Regions from separate parts of the Mus musculus genome. Here regions 1, 2, 4, 5, 6 and 7 are each linked to region 3. A link is a contact called in public promoter capture Hi-C and targeted proximity ligation data. All regions are on one chromosome and are shown on one strand. The core of a region is the stretch at or near the end of the contact, and the rest is flanking DNA. Distances in the headings are between cores, read along the strand shown. Region 1 holds the start of Vps51 (VPS51 GARP complex subunit). Region 2 holds the start of Clcf1 (cardiotrophin-like cytokine factor 1). Region 3 holds the start of Yif1a (Yip1 interacting factor homolog A (S. cerevisiae)). Region 4 holds the start of Pola2 (polymerase (DNA directed), alpha 2). Region 5 holds the start of Rps6kb2 (ribosomal protein S6 kinase, polypeptide 2). Region 6 holds the start of Dpf2 (D4, zinc and double PHD fingers family 2). Region 7 holds the start of Pold4 (polymerase (DNA-directed), delta 4).

Region 1 (3,279 bases), core at 385-2,884, 990 kb after region 3:
TCTAAACTACTAACACACTTGAAAAAAGGCTGCCCACCCTGCAGCCCACCCTGTATCTGCTTATGAGCTCATTATGGCTTTTTCCTTATAAAGTCTGACCCCGGACAGTGTACAGGTATGTGGCTGTCAGCTCCCGAATCTGTGAGCTGTTGCCCTAATCAATTAGTCTTGGGGTGTGCACTCAATAACCGTGCCTATGTGACTGAGATTGGTGTTCATGTGGTTTGTGGGGTGACTCCTGGACCCAAAAACTATTAGTAAATCTTAAGGAATGAGGATACAGACAGAGGGGGAGAGAGTGGCAAATCTGCTCTGAAGGCAGACTGACCAGAAACAAAAGTTACCACTAATAACATTTTTAACAAAAATTTTAATTGACTTTGAGATGGCTTAGTAGCAGGCAAATGTGTTTGTCACCAAGCCTGATAACCTGACTTCAATCCCTGGCACCCTCATGGTGGAAGGAGAATACAGACTCCTGAAAGTTGTCTTCTGACCCCCACACAAATGTTGTGTCCCACACATATGCATGTGCACAATATAAATAAACAAACAAAGCTAAAGCTTACTGAAACGCTGGTGCTTCCTAAGTGCTGCAGAGAAACTCACTGCATTTCATTCTTCCTTCCCAGCGCTGGTCCTTTGGACAAACCCCACCCCCACAGGAGTCATCACTTCAGCAGCAGTGGATTAAGGTTGGGACCCAATTGTAATCTGGGTCTCTTTCCTTTAATCCCTGTTTTTCTTAACACGGGGTGAGGACCTGGTGGGGGTGGTGTAAGACTGAGGAGTGTGTCCCAGTGGGGTCACCTGTAGCTGAGATGAACTTGTTGTAGTTCTCATAGACCAGGGTCTGCATGTCGCTGTCTAGAGCCCGGATCTGCCGTACCATGTCCGTCTCACTGTCCATCAGCTGGGCCAGAGGACATTCTCTACGCAGCTAGAGAAGCAGGTAGGAACAGTCAGCGTTAGTGCTCACTCACGTCCTGCTACCCTGCTTTACGTTAGTTGGATTTCAGTGCAAGACAACTCCAATCCCACCCTTATCAGGAATTCCATAAGTGGCACACTTTAAGTAGCACACTTCACAGGTTAGACCCAATTTGGGATTTGTCAGCGTTCATGGTCTTCTGGCTTAGTTTAAAGTCAACCTAGGCCCTGCCTAGCGCCTGTCAAGAGCATGGTCACACCCACTACCACGAGCCAGCACCGAGACCTCAGACCCAGTGTGACCTCAAGTCAGGCCCAGGCTCCCTTGGCCTCCAGATCTGCCTCTATTGCCTAGTAAGGGCTGTCCTCTTATAAACCCCGCTGCCGTCACCACAGCAACCAAATCGGGAGTAAGATCTAGGGTCCAAGATATTTGGGGTCTGGACCCGCCCCATTTCACACACACACCTTGTCAAGATAAACTTCCGGGTCGAAGTGCGCCCCATTGAGATCGGTTGGGTCCAGAGGGTCAGGCCCTGCGGGATGCCCCGCCACCTCCCCCTCCGAGAGGCCGTAGTAAAGCTTCAGCATCCCGTGAGCCTTCCGCCGACGCTCCGGAGCGTCCGCCTCGGGACCTTCTGGGGAGTCTCCAGGCCCGGACCCTAGGCCAGGCCCCACAGCTGCCGCAGCCGCCATAGCTCCAACCTCAACTCAAAGGGGTGAGGCAGGGGAGGGAACAGATGCACTTCCGGGGACCAGAAACTTGCTACAACCAGGCGGTCCTTCAGGTGAAACGTTCCTCTGCAGCTGTAGGATATGTGAGACTAAAGTTCCGTCTTGCGCTTGTCCTTCTGGAGCACAGAGGTTTCACTGAACTTCTGGATCGTTGAGTTTCTGTGATTTTGCTGTGCTACTTGGGTGAATCGTGGCGTCCCAATCCTGCATCCGCACAGGAAAGAGACTTGCAGAAGATCGAATATGCGTCACAGGGGGGGTCTGCAAGGTTCAAACGTCCATTTAGTAGCCTGCAATATGGCTTTAACGCAGTGTTTCCCAAGGTTCTGTCTCCAAGGAGTCATTCAATATGAGAAACTTTATTCTACTTAGAGAATTTAAGATGTTAATCTTAAGAAGTTAGTGAAATGTGATACGTGAGCAGTTGGGATTGAGGATAATTCGGAAGTTTTAAAGATGTAGGCATAAAACGAAGCTCTCAGCAGGGCGTAGTGGCGCACACCTTTAATCCCAGCACTTGGGAGGCAGAGGCAGGTGAATTTCTGAGTTCGAGGCCAGCCAGCCTGGTCTACAGAGTGAGTTCCATGAGTTCCAGGACAGCCAGGGCTACACAGAGAAACCCTGTCTCAAAAAAAAAAAAAAAAAAAAAAAAAAAAAAGACGAAGCTCTTAAGAGGGGATGAGGTCAGATTATATGTGGAGTTAAATAGAAGAAAATGAGACTTTACTAATGATGTACTGTAAACGTTACCGAGGATGGGCTGATAGGGTGCTGGGCTGCCAGGAGTTTCAGCAGACCAAACACTGTTTTTATCTGAAAATTAGGAGTTAAAAAAAAATCTAAATGGTATACTTTTTATTTTTATTTTTTTCAAGACGGTTTCTCTGCTTAGCCCTGACTGTCCTGGAACTGGTCCTAGTGTAGAACCTGTCTGCCTCCCAAGTGTTGAGACTAAAGGCATGTGATAACACTGTCACCAGCTCCACTGCCTAGCTAAAAACAGTTCTGAATGGTATTAAATCGCCATCTGTCCGGCCCCCAGTATTATATGTGTATTTATGTGTGCAGAGACCAGGGGATAACTCAGAGCTGTAGTTACAGCTCATGTGTGAGCTACCCGTCATGATGCTGGAAACCAAAGTGCAAGAGCAGTTCACCCTGTGCCAGCTCAAACCCTTCCTTTCTTTTCTCTCTCTTTCTTCCTCTTTGAGGCATCATCTCACTCTAACTTTGGCTGACCTGAAACTCATTATTGTAGACCAGGCTGGCCTCAAACTCAGAGATCCAGCCACCTCTGCTTCCTGAGTGCTGGGACTAAAAGTCTGTGCTACCATGTCCACAGCCTGCTTCTCAGCCTGACATGCATGGTTGCTCTTGTCACAGACTAAAGGGATCATGTATTCACTTGTCTTGGACCAAAACATTTTCTTGCCTTCTTATCCAGGGGGCTATTTAGAAACTGTACATCTGAGGATCTCAGCCCACGAAGCTTTAAGAAAGTGAATTTGAGCTGGAGAGATGGTTTCACTTGCTGCTCTTCCTGATGACCCAGGTTCAATCCCCAAGCTCACAACTGTCTGTAACACCCTGGGGGGGGGGGGGATCCAGTATCTT
Region 2 (3,300 bases), core at 557-3,056, 870 kb before region 3:
CCTTCCTTGCTCCCTTCAGAAGGGGTGGTAGATGCTAGGGGGACCTCCTGGTCCACTCTGGGTCACTTACTTGTGGGCATCTGCCTTCTTGACCTTGGCAAGCGCACCAAGAGATGGTTAGGCTCACTGGCCAAGAATGCCATTGAAACTCCAGAGCCCTGGCTGGTGGGGGGTGGGGAGGTGGGGGAGGGAGGTCTAAGCACTTTTCACAGGGCCCCTCCAAGGCACTTTTCATCAGAGCAGCTACTGATGCTCTAGACTTCCCTGCCCCCACCCAGACCAGCTCTCCATTCTCAGCTTTTTCTTCTTGTTCAGAAAAGGGGGGGGGGGGTGAGGGAGAAAGAAAGGAAGGGAAAGAGGGGAAAAAAATAGAAAGAAACACCCCAACAACAAAGTCTGTCCCACTCCAGTGAGGTAATTGAAAACAAATTTTTTCCCAACCCCCCCACCCCCCCACCCCAGTTCTCCAGTGCAGAACAGGGAAGTGCCGCCCTGGGAAACTAGCACTGGCCATGACTGATGCCCACGCTGACCCACAGGCTGGAGGGGCTGTGTTGGACTGGCAGAGTGCCCTCCTTTCCCAGGGGTCCCAGCAGAAGTGGGGGGGGGGGTGAATACCTCATGCCATTCCAGAGACAGGCATCACCTTCCACGGCTGGCTGCCACCGCTATCTACCCCTGGTGAGACTACAGAGAAACAACACAGCAACTTATCAGATGACTTAATTGGTGGAATGCTTCTACAAGCACCCAAGACTTGGGGACCAAATGACTGTCCCCCAAGAAAAATCACAGAATGGGGCTGCCTCCAAGCCCCAGATGACAGCTGTTTCCTCTGCACTAGCTCTCATGCTCCCTCGCTCTCCCTGGCAGCCCTCTGGAGAGGGAGGAAGGAGGAGGAAAGGAGACCCTCCTGGGAGGGTCTAGGCTTATGGGTCCCCTAGGTCTCCCACTCAGAAAGTCCCAACCCAGGCCTGAGGGGAAGGAGGGAGAATGCTCTTAGCCAAACCACCCCTACCTCACCACCGGAAAAACCAACAACCCAAACCCCCAAAGGGAAGAGGATGCCAAATGTCTCGATGGGGAAGCTTTTCACTAACGGGATGCTGGGTCTATCCATGGCCTTGAATCTTCGAGTTCCCGCTGAGTCACCCGTGAAGCCTCTGGTGTTGAAACTGGTCCGGTGCCTTGTGCTGATTAATGAATTACAAATCCCCCACCCATGTGCACTCTCCCTGGTCACCGGGAAGAATGAAAACCCTTGTGAACTTGACTGAGAAGCTGGGCCCTGGTGCCCTCTCCCCTCCTCAGGGGGCATTGTGAGCTGGTTAGTCACCTGCCCCAGCCCCTGGCGCCACACTTAGCTCTAGCTTTTGGAAGTGGGACAAGTGGCGGGACAATAGGCAAGGGGGGCGGTCAGCCCAGACAAAGGGCAGCAGGAAAAACACCATCACTTGCTTGGAGGCCAGCTTGCTGGCATTTGAGAGAATGTGTCATTGCATTTACTCAAGTGGGAGGGGGAGGGAAGGTTAGAATGAAGAGGCAGAGGTAGAGTGGGTACAGGGACCCTCAACCCGGCAATGAGCAGAGGGAAGAAGGCCAGCATGCCTTGGCCGACACCAAGGAAGAAGCCCACACCAAGGCCAGCTCCCTTTCCAAGCTCTCAGGAGTTTGCCGAGGGACGATGCCCTCCCTGCCCCCTCCCCCAGGAGGCCTAGGGTGGTACCGTCGCAGCCTTGCCTCACCTCACCACCCCCCCCCTCAGTGTTGTGGGAGGGAGAGGAGCCCCAGAAGCCCTCCCTTCCCTCCTCCCCCCTCTTCCCCCCACCCGGGGAGGGCTGCTACAATTTGTGGTTACAGCTTTACACGTCAGAAAAAAAAAAGTTTGCAGAATGTCCCACACCGAAAAAAAAATGCGAAACCGAGAGAAAAAAACCTGCGAGTGGGCCTGGCGGATGGGATTATTAAAGCTTCGCCGGAGCCGCGGCTCGCCCTCCCACTCCGCCAGCCTCTGGGAGAGGAGCCGCGCCCGGCCGGCCCGGCCCCCAGCCCCATGGACCTCCGAGCAGGTAGGAGCCAGGCGTCCGAGGCCGAGGCCTCCGCCCCCGCCCAGCACCAGTGAGATCCGGTTCCCGTCCTCCTCCCCACCCTCGGAGCCCCAAGCCCGGGCCGGGCCGGGGAGCAGAGCTCGGGCTGGGGAGGTACGGCCGGGCGCCCTCGAGAGGGGCCGGGTGGGGACGCGGCATTCCTGGAGTCCGCTTGGCGGAGCCAGGAGGTGGCTGAGAACGCGGCGGGGAGCCTGGACAACCCTCAGACCTGGACGGGCGGCCACCTGGAGCCGCGGCGAGGCGGGGTCCCAGGGAACCCGCGGACACAGAGCCCCGCGCCAGAATCGGGGCGAGCGAGTCCGAGGCGGGCAGCGAGGGTGTGGGGGGGGGGCCGCGGCGCAAGGGAGGAGGGGGCCAGGAGAGGAAGAGGGAGGGAGAGAGGCAGAGGGGGAGCCCGCGGCCGAGCAGCGGGAAGCGAGGGGGAGGCCGACACCTCGGGCCGCGCTGAACTCCTTCCTCGGCCCGCGGGGAGGGCAGGAGGGCGCGCGAGAGGAGGGCGGAGGGCAGAGCAAACCTAGCTGGGCCGGGCCGGGCCGGGCCGGGCCGCCACGGGACTCCGGTTACTACGCTGCGCGCGGCGTGGCCGGAGCCCTCCATGCTGCCCACCGCCTGGGAGCCAGAGGCAGGTAGGCGCGGCGGGGTGGCCGGGGCCCCGAGCCCGCGGTGGCCTGGGAGTGATTACTGCAGGAGGGTGTTGTGGGGGAGACGCAGCCTGGCCGGACCCAGCAGGAAAAAGTCCGTCAGCGGCCGGGAGCGCCGAGACTGCCGGCAGCCCCTCGAGCGGCTGCCTGGCTAGGCGGCCCGTGGCAGGAGGGCGGGCCAGGCAGGGAGTGGACGCGCCGGAGCGGGCAGCGGCTCAGCCGAGCCCCGAAGCCCAACGCCCGGACCCCGCCTCCGCCCCCGCCGCCGCCGGGAAGGGAGCGAACGGGGGGGCGGGGCCGGGGGCGCCGGGGCCACACAAGGGGAAGGCGCCATCGCCGCCGGGAGGGGTCCGAGATCGAGAGGTCACGGTCGAGAAGGTAGGGCCAGCGAACTGCCAACTTCCACCGCCCCAGTTCTTGGAGCTGATCCCCTCAAGCAAAGTCCGCGTAGCTTCTTCAAAGTCCCCACACCCATGTTCTCACCTACCTTTCTATTACACTGGGGTGCAGAAGGCTTTCCTCTAGGAGACCCCCAATCTCCGTGTTCTCCA
Region 3 (3,309 bases), core at 174-2,673:
CAATGCTCTTAACCACTGAGCCATCTCTCCAGTCCCGATCTCCCCCCCCCCCCAAAATTAATTACATGTTAAATGTATTTGTTCTGTGTATCTCTCTCTGGGCGGGATGGTGCAAAGAGGTGCACTTTAACATAGCTCGAGTGTACAAATCGGAGGAAGATTTTTCGGAGTTGGCTCTCTTCTTCCACCGTCTGGGAATTGAATTTAGGTTCTCAGGCTTGGCAGTCTGCTGAGCCATCTCACAAGCAAGCTAACATGACTCTTAAAGGATTTGGACAAATGGATAAAAAGGGAAAGGCATATCTCCCGCATCCCAGGCGGAGGAGCAAAAGCAGCTGTTGGACAGCATGGGCTGAGTTTGGGGATCAGAAAAGTCTGACCTTATGCAACTAAACGCTGAGTAGTTAGTCAGCTGTAAGTATCCGAGGGTGTGTCATGCTATCTAGAGAATAGTACCTGACAGTCTGTGAGAGAGGGACCCTTGGAGGGATTGTCTCCAGCGACGATGGGAGTGGTTACAGCCTGGGTGGGAAGAAAAGAGCCTAGGAGACTAGGAGTGAAGCTTACGGGCCTCACTTGGAGATCACAGGACTGGTGATGACTCAGGAGACCTTCAGGAGACAGGTCACTACACCTCTGCCTCCCAAATCTCCCGGACCACTGGAGAAAGCGATGGAACAAGGCCCAGTACAGATTCCTGTCCCATGTATACCACCAGGACTTCGTATCTTCTGGGTGGTCTCAGTTTCTGTCTCCTGCCCCATGCGTGAGCGCGTGTGTGCGTGTGAGTGCGTGTGTGCATAACGTATTGAGCGCGATTCCAAACCCTCCCAGCAGAGGCCCTCGGGGATGAGCCCAGCGGCGGACTCTACAGGGCATTTTCAGCACCAGCCGACGGACAGCACCAGTTCTGAAAGGAGTGGGAGGGCGGAGGAGGAGTCAGCGTTCCAGGGCTCAGGGCCGCGCTGTCACTCTCCCGGTGCGGGCAACAACAACAATTTCTAGCAGGCCGGAGCTCCAAAACAGGATGGAGTGAATTGGAGGAAAGAGCACAGAGTAGGGGCAGGGATCAGTCAGAGCTTGACCGACCGCCGCATTCCTCTTGGACTGCATTGCGGCGGAGCCAGCTTTGTGCCCTGACTAGTTGGGTCGGTCAGGACTTTAATCTTCCTATTGGCGTAGTCGTGGCAAGGAGCGTCAAGCGCCTCTTGGCGCAGACGCGGAACTAAGTTACAACTCCTTCTCACCTATTGGCTGGTAGCGCCGCAAATTAGCCAGCCTACTAGTCAATCCGAGAACATCTTGAGTAGCTCCGCCCCCTATCTGTCGGAAGTTGAATATGACAAAACCCGATTGGAAGAGAGCTCACCAGTAGCCAATTGAAAGTGTAAAGGGGGAGAACCAGCTCTTCCGACGAGCCAATGGTAGACAGCGAAGTGTGACGCCAAGGACATGGCGGCCGCGATCGGACAGCCCTGGGACGTGTCGGGCCGTCGGGTAACTTCGGTCAGGACCAGGCAAGAGAAGTAGCTGTTTCAGTAGTGTTCGTACCCACGACTCAGCGAAGTACCCACGACCCTTGGGTAGAGCGAACGTCACGGCCATGGCTTACCATTCGGCATATGGAGTCCACGGTGCGTGAGGAGTGGGGAGGGCGGGGCGCGGCCTGGCAGCGGGGAGCCAAATACGCTGAGAGACCCACTGGTTCTGTTGGAGAGGGTCTGCAGTGACCGCTGCCCAGGGCGGGGAGAGTGTCTCTCGGGTTCCTGCCCTGCCACACTGCAGCGTGTCCTGGACTTCGCCCTTACTAGCCAGTCCTGAGATCAGGCTGCGACAGCACTACTGGGATCCTCAAGTCTAATCCTGCTTGTACCGAATTTGCCTCCAGAACTTCCTTTCCCTCTTACAACTCGGGCAGCATTCCTGACCACTGTCCAGGGACTCCGAATAGCCAATATTGCCTTTTCTACCTGTGTTAAGTCAAGGAATGTCTTTGCGGTGATTGTGCCCAAGCAAACGTCTTTTCACTCGCTAGTACTCAGAGATCATTTCCCTTGAGAGACTTCCTAGAAACCCCAAATGGGTAGCCATGTTTAGGCACACCTTTCCCACTGCATGCAGTAAATGATCCCCCACCCTGACCCCCCGAAGGATAGGAGATCGACTTTAAAACTCATCCTGCCTTTTCCTCAATTGTTCGGTGCCTTAGGACCTATGCACAGCTTCCCAGCCTGGGGAAAGGGCAGTGGTCTGGGTTCTTGCTCTGTAATTCTGTAATCTACTTTGGTCCTCTCACACCTGCAGGTTCCAAGCATAGGACCCGGGCAGCTCCAGACCCTCCTCCACTCTTCGATGATACAAGTGGTGGTTATTCCAGCCAACTGGGCGGATACCCAGCCCCAGGAGCTGATGTAGCCTTCAGTGTCAACAACCTGCTTGGAGACCCAGTGGCCAATATGGCAATGGCCTATGGCACCTCCATAGCATCCCAAGGGAAGGACATAGTGCACAAAGAGGTGTGCCCTGGGCTCCCGGGAGGAGGGAGGCAGGGCTTCTGGCCAGGGTTGGGGTGTCACAGGATCCCATCTTACTCCCCAGGCATCCTTTAGGAAGGATCACGGTAGGGCTCATCCATAGCCTCTTCTCTTTACTTCCAGCTGCACCGTTTTGTGTCCGTGAACAAACTCAAGTATTTTTTTGCTGTGGACACAGCCTATGTCGCTAAGAAGCTAGGGCTATTGGTCTTCCCATACACACATCAGGTGAGCTTCCCACCAGGAGAGCTGGCCAGCCTCTCCCCACTCGCGGATAACCTGACTGATCATCAGATCTCAACCCTCTCTCTCTTTCTCTCTGCTCCTGTTTACCCGACCACCTCGCCACGGCCAGAACTGGAAAATGCAATACAGCCATGATGTGCCTCTGCCCCCGCGGAAAGATCTCAATGCCCCTGACCTCTATATCCCCAGTGAGTCTCTGATGTGGGGCTTGGCCACAAAGGGGACTTGTGCCTTGAGCATAGTTAGGAAGACGATTCTGTTAATGACCCAGCGTTCATTCCTGGAGCTTTCCACGTGGGACTGTTACTAGACACTAAGTTGACAGGATGACCAGTAGGAAACTTCCTGAATGACCTTGATTTTTTTTTTTTTTTTTTTTTGGTTTTTCGAGACAGGGTTTCTCTGTGTAGCCCTGGCTGTCCTGGAATCCTGGAACTCACTCTGTAGACCAGGCTGGCCTCGAACTCAGAAATCTGCCTGCCTCTGCCTCCCGAGTGCTGGGGTTAAAGGCGTGCGCCACCACGCCCGG
Region 4 (3,051 bases), core at 135-2,634, 880 kb after region 3:
GCCTGAGGTGGCCAGAAAGGGGCACAGGATCCTCTGGAATGGGAGTTGCAGATCCCTTGGGTGCAGGGAAGTGAATGTCGGTCCTCTGGAAGAGCAGTCAGTGCCCTTAACCACACAGCCATCTCTCCAGCCCCAGGGCACAGAATCTTCAAAAGATTTCAAGTTCTTTTAAAAAAATGTATATATTATTACTTTATGTGCATTAATGTTCTGCCTGCATGTATGTCTGTGTGAAGGTGTCAGATATTGGAGTTATAGCAAGCAAAGCAGACAGGATGGCACTAATTCAGCTCTTAGCCTTGAATTCTCTATGATCCTCCAGGCCTCAGCCTCCCACGTGCTGGGGTAACAGGCAAGCCCACTTATACTACGGTTTTATTTCCTACAGTAAGAATTTCAAGGGGTACACACACTGCTATTCTGACACTGATGCACACATCTTCCAGGAGAGATGTGTGATTTAAATCTTTACCACTGGTCTCTGTGGAGCAATAGGATGAGGCACTGTACTCCAGAGCAAAAGTCAGGGGTCGGCACACAATCAGGCAACTAAGTCTCCTTGCCCATGTCCCTCCATCTATAAAGAGAGGGAGCCAATAAGCACCTTGAAGTTTCTTCCAAAGCTAAAATAAAGGACTAGGATCCACCTAGAGGAATTCCTATTTGCACAGATCACTAAAAACTCTGATGAGCAGGGCATGGTGGTGTACATCGTTAACCCCAGCACTCGGGAAGCAGAGGCAGGCGATCTCCGTGAGTTCAAGGCCAGCACAGTAATCTACATAATGAGTTCTGGGGTTACCCAGAAAGACTCTGTCTTTAAAAACCAAACAAACAAAAAAACCTCTAATGAGAAAAGTCATTGAGCAAGAGATGACTAGGTATGAGATGCAAACGGTTCCAATGTCTCCTATTGGTAATGTCACCTGTTGTTTAGTCGGGACCCAATAGGTACCACACAAGCATATAGAACTTGGAAGCGATCCTCTCGGTTCGGGACTCACGTTTCTCCAACAGGGAGTCCTCGTAGTCCAGGCCGAAGATCTGTAGTTCCTCCGCCAGCTGCTGGGTGGACACGGCCATGGTGACCCGGGAGTGGCCGGGCGCCTGCCGCCGGGCCCCGACCTCAGCTCTACCCTGCAGACGCTTATCCTTTCGCTTTACCGGAAGGTGACAGGGACGTGTCACGAGACCACCTGGCCTAAGCCCTCAAACGACCCCAGCCACCAGGTCACAGAGAAATACTTCAAAAGCCCTCGAGAGGTCTCGATCCAGAGAGAAAACTTGCTTCCGAGGACTACACCTTAGCTTCTCCGTGAGGAGCACAGCACAGGAAAAACCCGCCAAACGCTTTGCCTAGCGCGCGCTTGCGCGAGGTTCTGCTCGGGCCCCGCCCTCCCCGCGCACGCGCCGGTCCTCCCACTGCAGCTGCGCAGAACGCGCCTCTGCGCGTCACTCCGCGCGGAAATTGAGAATCGAGACCCCGTACTGTGGCTGTTTCAGGAGTCGCCTGTTCTGCTAAGCTCTGCGATGCTTGTTTGTCCCTTTTTTTTTACCCTTGGCCAGGAGGCGCTGTTTGTCTGTATCTTGCAGTGACTGACACGTGTGTCCAGCACGGCCCTGGAAGGGCACGTTAGCTCCTTCCTCCCCCACCTCAGCATCTCCATCCTGCTCTGCCTTGGTTCGTCCTGATCTAACGCTTTCGTAGGGAATGTGGTTATTATAGCTGTTATGATTGTCAGTCACGGGGATAGCGGGAGGGCAGGTCACTGAAGGGGGAGTGGTTAGAGAGTAAAACAAGGAGTGCATTCTCTTCTTGATGTATTTACCAAATTTTCGAACCAAAATCTCCATTGATTTGGCTTAGGTCAATTGATCTGTGACACCCTAAGAATGGAATGGAAGACTGGCAGAGCCTTTAAGAAAAAACGGTTTGAAGCTAGGCCTGGTAGCACACACCTGTAATCTCAGCACTTGGAGGCTGAGGCAGGTCTCTGCAAGTTCCAGCCAAGGCTATACAGAGAGACCCTAACAAGCAAGCAAGAAACACCAAACAGGACTGCAGAGATGGTTTAGCAGTTACGCTTACTGATCTCACAAAGGACTTGGGTTTGGTTCCAGCACTAGTGTGGTGGCTCACAGCTGCCTCTAACTCCAGTTTCAGGGGACCTGAGACCTCCTGACCTCCACAGGCTCCTACAATCACATGGTGCACATACATACACTCAGGTACTCACAAACACCCATTTAAAACCATGCCGCTAGCCCCAGCACTAAGGAAGCAGAAGCAGGAAGATTACTGAGTTTAAGGCCAGCCTGGTCTACAGAATGGCACCCAGAACAGCAGGGCCACACTGAGAAACCCTGTCTCAAAACAAAAACAAAGTGTGTCTGTGTGTTTAAAGGCTGATTGAACTTCAACTTTCTCAGTGAACATCGTGGCTCAAAGCTTCAATCTCAATATTTGGGAGGCTGAGGTGAGATATTAACACGAGACTGCAGCCGACTAGGCCCACATTTTAAGTCTGTCCAACAGAAAAACAAAACAAAACAAAACTTTACTGGGTTTTCACACTAGTAGCAGGAAGCACTGGGCTGGGCTGCAGGAATTTAGCCACCAGGTGGCAGCAAGGTCACACAACACTACGATTTAGTCCCTCAGTGCTGCCACACATCATTAACATCTGAGGCTTATGGCCTTTCTGATAAAGAGAGGTAAGATTTAAATACAGCCTCACAAACCTTGAACCAATTATCACCCATTTCTAGAGATTAGGGGTGTAGCACACCTGGCAGAGTGCTTGCCTGGCGTATCTAAACCTTGGGTGTGACCCTCAGAATCTGATGGCCATTGGCACATTTGTAATCCCAGTACTTGGGAATGAAGGACCAGAAGTTACCCTTAGCTACATCAGAAGTTCAAGGCCAGCCTGCTACAGGAGACCCTGCCTCAAATGAATGCATAAATAAAGCAAAGCCATCTTTCTTTCTTTCTTTCTTTCTTTCTTTCTTTCTTTCTTTCTAGATTTCTTTATTATTATGTCTAAGTGC
Region 5 (3,160 bases), core at 225-2,724, 930 kb before region 3:
CAGTATCCTACCAAGTTCAGCTCAACTTGACCCTGCTGACACACTGAGCCACACAATTCTTTGTCGTGGGTTCCTGTTGCGCTGCATCCTGGGCTTCTATTCACAGAATGCCAACAGTACTGCCTGTCCTCATGAGTCCTGACAATCAAAGCTTGCCATATGTGCCCTAGCAGGCCAGCTTCTTCCATCCAAGAATTACTCCAAAATCGTATGTATGACAATAGATGCTAAGTCAGCAAGTGTCAAGATAAGGACTGTCTTTATCATGTTTCCGGCTGTCTTCCCGAGACCTGGCACAGGCTGATGGGGATGGCAGCTACTCTGTCTCTGCTGGCTAAGCGAGTGACTCACCTTCCTTAAGACCTTCATGGCATATATTTTTCCCAAGTTGGTGCCTTGCACTTTTCTCACCTGGAACACCTGTAGGGCAGGGGAGACAGGATTAACTTCTCTGACCACACCCCACCTTCAAGGTTGCCCCACCCTAAAGGGACCAAAAGGTCTAAACTCAGCTTAAGGGTGGAACAGTAAAGATCTCCATCAGATTTTGAAAGGATATGCCCTTCCTTCCCCCAGGTCTCCAGCTCTGAATTCCATCAGAGACTCCGTACATTTACAAGCCTATTGGGTGTGAAGGATAGTATGCTGTCTCAGGCTAGAGCTGAGGTCGCCAGGGAGAGAGGGATGTTAGTACCTTGCCATAGCCCCCCTTGCCCAGTACACTCAGTAGCTCAAAGCAGTGGGGCCCGATGCGCTCAGGACCCAGGTTCACGCTGCTCTCTGTCAGCTCTACTTCTTCATAGTGTCCCACTGTCCTAAAGACAGAATAAGTTAATGAGGGAAAGGCTCTAGTGTACTCCAAGTCCCGACCCCTACTCCATACCCCCACCCCCCAAGCAAGACCCTCACTCACTCCAGGCCAGCAGCCCTTAATTCGCCAAGGGGACACACGTCCTGTGAGAAACCAAGTAATAAGAACCATGGGAGGTGCCAGAATACCTCCTCCCAACCTAGGCTCAACTGCTTGGCCCAGGGGAGAGGACCAAGGATAGAAGACAGGAGCAGGGATGGGGAAAGGTTGGGAAGGAGAGACCAAGGATAGAAAAGGAAAGATTGGGTCCAGGGGCTGGGGCTGGGGTTGGGGTTGGGGCTGGATCTGGGTTTGTAGGGGTCACAAACCACTCAGAGTTGGGAGCGCCAGGGTTTTGGTTAACCAGCCGGGCTCCCGGGTCCAGTCGCGCCCGGAGAGAAACACTCACCGCAGGGCTGAACTCCGGTTCGCCCTCGCCCTCGCTCCCTTCCTCGGTCTCCAAGTCTAAATCAAATACGGCCGCCATGGCCCCGCCGGTCCCGCGGGACCCTTGGCCCGGACCAGGCAGAACTCTGACTGACAGCACCGGGCTGTGCCTACGTCATTTCTCCGCGACAGCAGCCGCTCGCTCTGTTGACGCAATAGCTTCACCCACTCTCAAGTCGAGTGGGAAGAAAAGATGGCGCCTGTCGGAAAGCCTCTCGGGAGTCGTAGTTCCAGACATCTGGACCTCCCATCCTGCAAGCCTTATGAATAGAATAGGCTTTACTAGACCATCTTCCTTGTCGGTTTCTCCTGGGCCAGCTCTCGCCCCGAGCCGCGCGCACAGAGGCTCCCATTTTGACTCTGGAGCAAGTTCAAGATTTAATGGGCAGAATTACAGATGCATGAACGTTTAAGTGGCAACTCCTCAGCCCTTCTTAGTGCTGTGAGCTGCCCAGAAAGAAAACTTGTGTCTGTTCGGTTGTATTAGGGGACAGTAAGCTGTATTAGGGACACTCCATACAACCTCCCTGAAGCTCACAGACCCTGCAGGTCTGACATTTTCTGGGCGACTGCCTGGGCTTTGTTTCAAGGCTCCCTTTCTGAAGGGCTCAACACACCTAAATATGGACTTTTGCTAATGTATGCATACCGAGTATTTGAGCTGCCTAGTTCAGAATAGATATTTTAATAGAATATAGTTGAAAGGATGGATGAGAACTGGCGAGATGGTTCAGCGGGTAAAATCACTTGCCATACAAATGGCAAGTGACTGCTGGGGTTCGATCCCAAACGAAGCCTGTCCATTTCTATTGGAGTCTGTCTGGATAGCTTTTCCATTGCACACGGGATGCCCACTGAGGTATAGGATATGAACTCAGATGAACAAAATTTAGGGGTATCCAGGTCTGCAGAGGGATTACTGCCTGAATATGATTTAGGATTATAATTCAAGAAAAAAAAATCTCAAACATACATGTAGATATAAGGTAAGCCCGTAGCAAAGGTCAACCCTGGGGCCCAGCCAATGGGGTGCTTTCTACCTCTCCCTCCCACTTCCCAGCTCCCCACCTACTGAACCTGGGAGGGGAGCACTAGCTAAAACACTGGACTCCGGATACTTCACTAGTTAACAAGTCTTTATTTAGGTAGGCAGGTTTCAGGAGCTGTCCTCGGCTCCTGAGCAAAGACAGGTGTTTTCAGAGTAGCTAGCTCCCTAAAATGAGGAAAGGTGTACACAGAAGTCCCAGGGCCAAGCTAGCTAGGAATGCCAGAGGCCAAAGCAACAAAGCTGGTAGAGATCGTGTGTGGTGTATGGGAGGCAGGTGTTTAGGAGTCTGAGTGCTGCCTATAAATGAAGATAGAAAGGAGAGAGGACCTGGAGGCTAACTGAGCGTTTAAAACAGTAAACAGAGAAGGTTGGCCTTGGCATTCTGTCTACATCCACTATAATAGGAACTTGGAGGCAGTCTTTTTTTTTTTTTCTCTCTCTGAGCCTGCTTCCTCATCTGTAACATAGGGGCACTAGGGTCTGCCTGAAAGCATGAAGGGAAATGTTTACTCCTAGTGCTGAGCACAGACATTTGCTTCTACTGCTCAGGCCAACAGACACAGTGAAGCACGGCCAGACATTTTCAGCAGGCTCTACAACTGTCCTGGGTTTTGCATAAAGGCTAGTGTGCTAATCTCCCATTTCATGGCCTTTGTCCAAGGCTAGGGGCTGGTGAAGGTTCTCTCCTTGTGTAGGTGACAGGAAGAGCTGGACCTAGGCGGTGGAGGGGTAAGAGAGGAGGAGCCTGGGTTTCACCCACCCCCATCTGGGCTGGGCACTGATGTGCCAGTGAAGAAGCTGCTATTTGTTAGTTC
Region 6 (3,458 bases), core at 878-3,377, 820 kb after region 3:
ATGGATAGCCTTATATAACTCTAGAAAGTTTTAAAAACTAGCTGGCAGCCATGGTTATTTTAACACTAGTATTTACTCTAATAAGACCACTATAAAGACTATTTCAACCATGACGTTGTAATTGAGAAAAACAGAAAATTAAGACAGAAAGTCTTCTCACACGGCAAAAAATGAAAAAGATGAGCTAGTGGTCTTTCCCTCAGTGAGTGATGGCAGCTGACAGAAGACAGAAGCATACTATTTTTTTTAAAAAGGCATCAGAAAGGCATCTTTCCAGAGTGAGAATGGTGTGAGAATCAAAGCCTTCCCTGTAAAGGGAAAGTTCCCCGGGGAACATGTTAGGAGCTTCCAGTCTTCTGCACTACAGCTGAGGAGAAGCAAGTTAGTGCCCCACTGATACTCAGGAACCAGTGAGTTAAAGAGGCATGAAGAGCAATGCTCTATTTAAATGGGCACCCAACACTTAAAATACTACACCAATGGGTTGGCAACTCCATTTTCTGCCAGACCATCTTTCAACATGAAGAACTCCATTGACATCTAATTCTGAAAACCTAGGCAAGCATATTCTTTTAGACAGTAAGATTTTCAGGGTAAAAGCTGTGACTCCTCCTTTCACAGGAAACCTGGGGGGTGGGGAGGGGGCACAGGACAACTCCCCTTCCAGGGGAATAAGGGGGGTCCAACAAAGAGAAAGGCAGGGTAATAAAGACTTAACTTCTGAGTCCAGAAGGAGAACTATAAAATTGGTAAATTAACAGCCTCATTTCTAAATTGAGGGAAATGTCAGCCTGAAGAGAGCCGGGGATCCGGAGTGGGCAGATCACAGAGATAATAGCGTTGGGAGGAGGGGTGGTTGAAATAGGCAGCAGGATGAAGCCAAAAGCGAGATTAAAAAAAAAAAAAAAGCCACAAGAGAAGGCACTTAGCTTAATGGAAGTGGAAAAGCATTTTCAAAGAAAGGGGCTGCAAGCAGCAGGGAAGAAGCAACTTAACCTTAAAAAAAATTTTTTAAAAGCCTCTTGGGACGATTGGGGCTCAGCCCACGACAAAGACAGATAAAGCTGCGAAAAGTCCTCCAGAATGGTTCCAAAACCTTTACTTTGTCATCCAGAATCCAAAAGCTTTGATTGGACAGCTGAAACACTTCAATTTCTCTATCCTTACATCACGTCTAACATGGCCATTAAGGGAAGAGAAGGCCATTCTTAAATCCAATGGGCACCCCGTTCCAAAACTCTGATTCTTCTTCAAGAAGGAAGGAAGAGCCTCATCCAAACATCTCCAACTGAGGGGAAGCGACTAGCAGGCCAGTCCCCGTTCCCGGTGTCGCCCAACAACCGTTTATTTCAGCTCCACTGGAAATCTGACCCGCACAATGGCATCTGGGGGACAGAGAACGCCCACCTCAGGGCTCCTGCGGACTGGAAGGCCATCTGGCTCCGGTCTAGTTCCCCACTCCCCGAAGTTCTGCTCTTGGACCAGTTCTTCCCAAGAACATTTTTAGTTTCGTGGACCCCGGATTTCCCGGTTAACGTCACCAGGCTGCTTAAGTCTTAGGACTCCGCAGGGACGGCGGAGCCTATGGCCCCAGGGACGGCGGTGGGCGGGGAGGGGACCCCGATCTCCTAGTGCCGCCGGCCTCGGCTTGGCGGGACTGACGCGTCTCCAGAGAGGGGCCAGGGACCGTGAGCCTCTCCTTCGCAGCCCGCAGCTCCGCTCGGGGCTCGGCCCGCGAGGAGGACACCCGTCGGGGGCTCCGGTGTGCCCCCCTCCAGTCCTCCACAAGTTTCCAAAAGAAGCCCAGCGCCGTCTCCCGAGTCTCCTGTTGCCCTCCCTCCCAGCAGTCGCACAGCAAGGACTTCCCGGGCATGTCCTTCTCTCTACCTTGTCTCTTCCCGCACCTCCCTCTCTACTCCCAGGTCCTTTACAAGATTTCTGGTACATGAGAGATTAAAAAAGAAAAAAGAGACAAACAAACAAAAAAGACCACTCACAGCTTCACTACATTCTCCACCACAGCCGCCATCTTCCCTGTTCCTCTCCCTCAGGCCGGGAGGCCCCGAAACCTACAACGCGCAGGCGCTAAGCCTTCTCAGGACACAGGGTCCTCGACCCTCTGCGCAGGCGCAGCTAGGGGGTGCGCGCACGCACAGGCCCACGAGAGCGAGCGCTCGAGAACGACCTGTCCTGAAGGAGCCTAGGATCCCAGTGCGCAGGCGCGATTGGAAAACTTACATGCCCTCTGCAGCTCATTCTAGAGATCCGTCTCCCCTCCATTTAGTGACGCCTCAGCTAGGAGATCTGGCTCGGTTGGAAAGTGAGAAAGGTAAGTGAAAAGGCCACGCGGATAGGCTAGAAGTTGCAAACAGTGTCCTGCCTGGCTGGCCGTTAGCCACGAGGTTGACACACAGGGAGAGATTGGTGGGTAGGTAGTGAAAGGTCAGAGTCCCAGTCCTTTAGGTACCTCTGTTCCCAGTCAGCCCATTTTAGAGAATGGAAAGTGAGTGCCCAAAATGGGCTGTTCTTGGGCCTGACTCTCATTCGGACAATTCCTGCCAGTAAACCCGGTCCTTGAACTTCACTGGCACCCACCTCTTCTCTCTTGCTTGCCTCTCTCTCCCTCTTCCTCTCCCTCTCTCTCCCTCTCCCCTCTCCCTCTCTCTCCATTCCTTTGCTCTGTATGTCTGTCTTTGTGTGCGTGCATGTGCCATAGCATATGTGTAAGAGTGAGAGAGCAGCTTGGGGATGTGAGTTCTTTCATTCTACTTTGTACCTGGGGGATGGTGGTCAGGTTGTCAGGCGTGGTGCCCAGAGTCCGTATCTGCTGTGTCATCCCACAAGCCCTTGATTGCTATTACCAAGCCATTCTCCACATTGAAAGTTTTCACTGGTGTGACTAGCCCTCTTAGTTCTATACTATTTATTTCTCCTTCAGTATCGAGTTATGCAAATCCATGAACAAACATGTTTCCCCTTAAAGAAGAAACCAGCCGGGCGGTAGGGGCACACACCTTTAATCCCAGCACTTGGGAGGCAGAGACAGGAGGATTTCTGAGTTTAAGGCCAGCCTGGTCTACAAAGTGAGTTCCAGGACAGCCAGGGCTACACAGAGAAGCACTGTCTCAAAAAAACAAAAGCAAAAACAAAAACAAAACAAGAAGAAGAAGAAACCAACAGGACTCCCTTAAGCCCATTGGCACTGCATCTCAGCCCATTTCTTTTCACTCTTTCTAAGCAGATTTTCATTCGTATTCTGTACTGCCCTGTTTTCCTAGGCTCTCTTCTGCTTACTGAGTGCTTTTGTTCCCACCAGGCCTTTTGAAATAACTCCTAACAAAGTCACCAAACCTCGGTTTCAATGGATTTAGAAGCGATCTACTCTCTGTCCATGTTGGACCTGATATATATGTGTATATGTATATGTATGCATAGATTGTCTTTTTTTCTTTAGGAGG
Region 7 (3,184 bases), core at 266-2,765, 860 kb before region 3:
GGTTTCTCTTTGGAGGGGTCCTCTTCTCTGCCTCCACACACACGGGAGGCCAGCCGAGTGCTTCCTAAGCCAGATCACAGAGCTTCCAAAAAGGAGGGCAAAGGCCTCCAACCAGCCATCCTTGCACCCCTGGAAGGAAGAACCGGATGGGCTCTCCAGAGGGTGATTAGTGCTGGGTCAGTCCAAGTGCTGGTTCCCAGACTCCCACGGGCCAGCATTTTCACCCGCTGCCAGGAAGTTGGTGAGGGGGAGGTGGTAGTAGGGGTGAGTCAGTGATGACAGGAGCCCCAAAACAAAGGTCATGGGTAGAGAATTGAGAGACGCTGTTTACAGCAATTACCTCCTGAGGTCTTCTCCCAATGCCTACCATTCTCCTCCAGCTCTAAGGCATTCGTGCTCCTGCTCTCCTGTCCAGGACTAACGACTGTGTATGTCCCTCTCTCTACCGCGCAAGCCTGGGAGCTTCTGCCGCACACGGGAAGCTAGTTAGTTACACAGTAGCTGTTACTAAGAGCACTTCTGCAGCACACGGGAAGCTAGTTAGTTACACAGTAGCTGTTACTAAGAGCACTTCTGCAGCACACGGGAAGCTAGTTAGTTACACAGTAGCTGTTACTAAGAGCACTTCTGCAGCACACGGGAAGCTAGTTAGTTACACAGTAGCTGTTACTAAGAGCACTGATCACAATTTGCCTACACTTCCCACTTGCAAAAAAACTCTTTTGATATCTATTTTGAGTTAGCATGTGGGAGATGCTTAGAACTCGGCACATGGAAAGTCCAATATGAGGGTTGGGTTTATTGAAATTATTTTCTGCTCATGATACACATTCAGAAAAAAACAAAAACAAAAAAACAGAGCAGATCTGTCAGTTAAGAACTGGGGATATGAACCCATGGAGAATGGAGACTATACTTCTGGCGTCCTGCTTGGAATGGAATCTTCCTGACTAGCAAAGTGGACAGAGGCAGGCTGTGGGACTTGACAGCGGCCACAGCAACCGCATGCCTGGGCTGGGTGGACAGTGGCTCTGCCAGCAGACTGTGAGAAAGGAGCCTTCTGAGCTCATGAGTTTCTCCAGCAAGGTCTCCTGGGGCCAGTAAGAGCAGCAGGGAAGGACCTGGACTAGTCCAAACTCTCTTTGGACCTACAGATCTGATCCCACAGCGCTCTAGGGCCAACCGGCAGGAGAAAAAGGTTCTCAGGGGACTTAAAAACTGGCCATGGGGATTAGTGAGGCTGAAAAGAACATTTGCCTAGGAAGGAAAAACGGGAAGTGAGAGGCCGAGGATAACTCTCTATATGTCCCAAGGGACCCAAGTGGACCAATGAGAAACCCGAGGAGGTGGTGAAGTCTGGGGCATCTTGACAGGTTCTTGGTTCCGCCTAACCCCTCCTCACTCGAAACGCAGCAGCAGCTACCCCGCCCCCCGTCTTCTGCCGATTGCCATTGGCTAGAATTAAGGTCCCGCCCCGCAAAGGCCGTTTGCCATTTGCTTAGGTCTCTGATGTTTGCGTGCTTGTGGGGGCGGAAGACAGGCGTCATTCCCTGGAACCTAGGGACTTCCTCTCTCTGCTTGTCTGGGTCAACTTGTCTGTCCATTGCTGGCCCATCTCTCTCTGGCCCCCTCTCTCACTCTCAGCAGCTGTCTCTCACAGGCCCGCTGCCCTGCCTTTTCTTTGCCTCCTGCTCCGCCTGCCTGGGTGGCCGCCATGGGTCGGAAGCGGTTCATCACTGACTCCTATCCTGTTGTGAAGAAGAGGGAGGGGCCCCCTGGGCACAGCAAGGGAGAGCTGGCACCCGAGCTAGGTCTCTAAAATGTGGGGGTGGCAGGAAGAGTGGACATGAAGTGACCAGAAAGGACTCTGTGTGTGTGTGTGTGTGTGTGTGTGTGTGTGTGTGTGTGTGTGTGTGTTGGCTAAAAAGGGAAGCTAGCATGTCTCGCACTTCCGATGAGCTGTCTGTCTGCTGGATGGCAAAGGCAAATGGGTGGGGAGATTGCCAGGATATAGAGTCACAGCTCTAAGTCCAGGGTAGGGCAAAGGCCTGGATGTGCCTGAGGAGCCACCACATGTTATTGCAGGGGAAGACACCCAGTCCCTCAGCCAGGAGGAAACAGAGCTGGAGCTGCTGAGGCAGTTTGACCTGGCCTGGCAGTATGGGCCTTGTACAGGTGAGCACCCCATTTCCAGTCCCTCCCATCAGGCACATCTCTGAATCAGTTCTGTTATCAATGTGTCTCAAAAGTAATCCTGCCTAGCTCTTGGACACTGTCTCCTGAAACTGACTATGGAGGCTCAAGAAACTGCCGTCCATGTCCACTATCCTGGATTCTCCTGCCTATCCTGTCTTCTTTTCCTGATGGCAGGTATCACAAGGCTGCAGCGCTGGAGTCGGGCAGAGCAGATGGGCTTGAAGCCCCCCCTAGAGGTGTACCAAGTGTTGAAGGCACACCCTGAAGACCCTCACTTCCAATGCAGGTCAGGATAGGCTGGGACAGCTTTCAGGGGAACCAGGGACTTCTCCAGGAGCTGCCACCCTCTTGGTCTACGTAGGGGCTACCTTGACTTGGAGAAGTGGGAACAGACTTAGACGGTCCTTCCTGTCAAGCAAGAAGAGTCTGGCTCGAGATAGATCTCGATAATGATCCTTACCTCTATGAGCTGATGGTGGGGGACGGGTATATCTAGGGCCCATGGAGCTATCCATGAGTCCTGAGGTGTTCACCAGAGCCACAGGATTGTAGGCAGTAAGTAAGTAAGAACTAGAGACAGTCCATCAAGGAACAGAACTGATGTGGCTATGACTTCCTTCTCCCACCCTGTCTTCCACAGCCTGTGGCATCTCTACCCACTCTGAGGTACCCCCACGTTGTCCTTCTCTGGGCACCTCCTAGCCACCAAGAACTTCAGGACAGACATCATGGCCTGCTCTGCTCATTCCAACCTTGGAGAAACAGCAGGCTGACTGTGGAGGTCTTCCTGGTTCAGCTTCTTCTCCATCTAAACAGCAGGCTGCTGAAGCTCCTGGGACCTGTGAAGCTGAGCACCTCCACGCCCTAATCATGACCACCAGATGCCCACCCGCCACACCCCTGACCTACGGTGTGGCAAATCCAGCACAGGCTGGCATAAACCAGATGTCGGCAGATAACCTAAAGGGCCCACCTTGGGCATCTAGCT

What was found. Promoter capture Hi-C pulls out the DNA fragments that hold promoters and counts their contacts.
Region 1: a promoter capture Hi-C map of liver shows a contact between it and region 3, with 5 times the contacts expected there. A contact is called at or near these places in 5 of 39 promoter capture datasets (hippocampal neurons, liver, neutrophils and 1 more), 1 of 484 Hi-C or Micro-C datasets (liver), 2 of 130 datasets of targeted methods (astrocytes and bone marrow-derived macrophages) and 2 of 9 other capture datasets (adipose tissue and liver).
Region 2: a targeted proximity ligation map of pancreatic cancer cells shows a contact between it and region 3. A contact is called at or near these places in 4 of 39 promoter capture datasets (the 3T3-L1 cell line, liver and pre-B cells) and 2 of 130 datasets of targeted methods (memory CD8 T cells and pancreatic cancer cells).
Region 4: a contact with region 3 is called in a promoter capture Hi-C map of pre-B cells, with 3 times the contacts expected there. A contact is called at or near these places in 2 of 39 promoter capture datasets (liver and pre-B cells), 1 of 130 datasets of targeted methods (memory CD8 T cells) and 1 of 9 other capture datasets (liver).
Region 5: a contact with region 3 is called in a targeted proximity ligation map of pancreatic cancer cells. A contact is called at or near these places in 2 of 39 promoter capture datasets (the SN4741 cell line and liver), 2 of 130 datasets of targeted methods (memory CD8 T cells and pancreatic cancer cells) and 1 of 9 other capture datasets (liver).
Region 6: a targeted proximity ligation map of memory CD8 T cells shows a contact between it and region 3, with 7 read pairs. A contact is called at or near these places in 3 of 39 promoter capture datasets (hippocampal neurons, liver and pre-B cells), 1 of 130 datasets of targeted methods (memory CD8 T cells) and 1 of 9 other capture datasets (liver).
Region 7: a contact with region 3 is called in a targeted proximity ligation map of pancreatic cancer cells. A contact is called at or near these places in 1 of 39 promoter capture datasets (cranial neural crest) and 1 of 130 datasets of targeted methods (pancreatic cancer cells).

Annotation. Positions count from the first base shown.
Region 1 is chr19:6,075,553-6,078,831 of GRCm38.p6, forward strand. Vps51 (VPS51 GARP complex subunit) reads right to left here and starts at 1,635. Exons shown (of 10, transcript NM_001081041.1): 1 at 1,399-1,635; 2 at 811-940. The coding sequence starts at 1,626. It also overlaps a transcript of Tmem262 not described here.
Region 2 is chr19:4,212,432-4,215,731 of GRCm38.p6, forward strand. It overlaps Clcf1 (cardiotrophin-like cytokine factor 1), which reads left to right and starts at 1,807. Exons shown (of 3, transcript NM_019952.5): 1 at 1,807-2,069. The coding sequence starts at 2,054. It overlaps Gm45928 (predicted gene, 45928), which reads left to right and starts at 1,994. Exons shown (of 4, transcript NR_132309.2): 1 at 1,994-2,069. It overlaps LOC102631992 (a long non-coding RNA gene), which reads right to left. Exons shown (of 4, transcript XR_003952884.1): 3 at 619-3,300.
Region 3 is chr19:5,087,115-5,090,423 of GRCm38.p6, forward strand. Yif1a (Yip1 interacting factor homolog A (S. cerevisiae)) reads left to right here and starts at 1,424. Exons shown (of 8, transcript NM_026553.4): 1 at 1,424-1,634; 2 at 2,305-2,516; 3 at 2,658-2,762; 4 at 2,890-2,968. The coding sequence starts at 1,604.
Region 4 is chr19:5,962,822-5,965,872 of GRCm38.p6, forward strand. It overlaps Pola2 (polymerase (DNA directed), alpha 2), which reads right to left and starts at 1,385. Exons shown (of 18, transcript NM_008893.3): 1 at 1,005-1,385. The coding sequence starts at 1,083.
Region 5 is chr19:4,161,909-4,165,068 of GRCm38.p6, forward strand. Rps6kb2 (ribosomal protein S6 kinase, polypeptide 2) reads right to left here and starts at 1,475. Exons shown (of 15, transcript NM_021485.3): 1 at 1,260-1,475; 2 at 914-954; 3 at 695-815; 4 at 352-420. The coding sequence starts at 1,337. It overlaps Carns1 (carnosine synthase 1), which reads right to left. Exons shown (of 10, transcript NM_134148.2): 10 at 2,416-3,160.
Region 6 is chr19:5,910,744-5,914,201 of GRCm38.p6, forward strand. Dpf2 (D4, zinc and double PHD fingers family 2) reads right to left here and starts at 2,128. Exons shown (of 11, transcript NM_011262.5): 1 at 1,998-2,128. The coding sequence starts at 2,029. It overlaps Gm42067 (predicted gene, 42067), which reads left to right and starts at 2,211. Exons shown (of 2, transcript NR_168272.1): 1 at 2,211-2,329.
Region 7 is chr19:4,230,378-4,233,561 of GRCm38.p6, forward strand. Pold4 (polymerase (DNA-directed), delta 4) reads left to right here and starts at 1,516. Exons shown (of 4, transcript NM_027196.4): 1 at 1,516-1,811; 2 at 2,086-2,175; 3 at 2,371-2,482; 4 at 2,837-3,184. The coding sequence starts at 1,715. The coding sequence ends at 2,861. It overlaps Gm45928 (predicted gene, 45928), which reads left to right. Exons shown (of 4, transcript NR_132309.2): 2 at 2,086-2,175; 3 at 2,371-2,482; 4 at 2,837-3,184. The region is part of intron 2 of LOC102631992 (a long non-coding RNA gene); the gene reads right to left.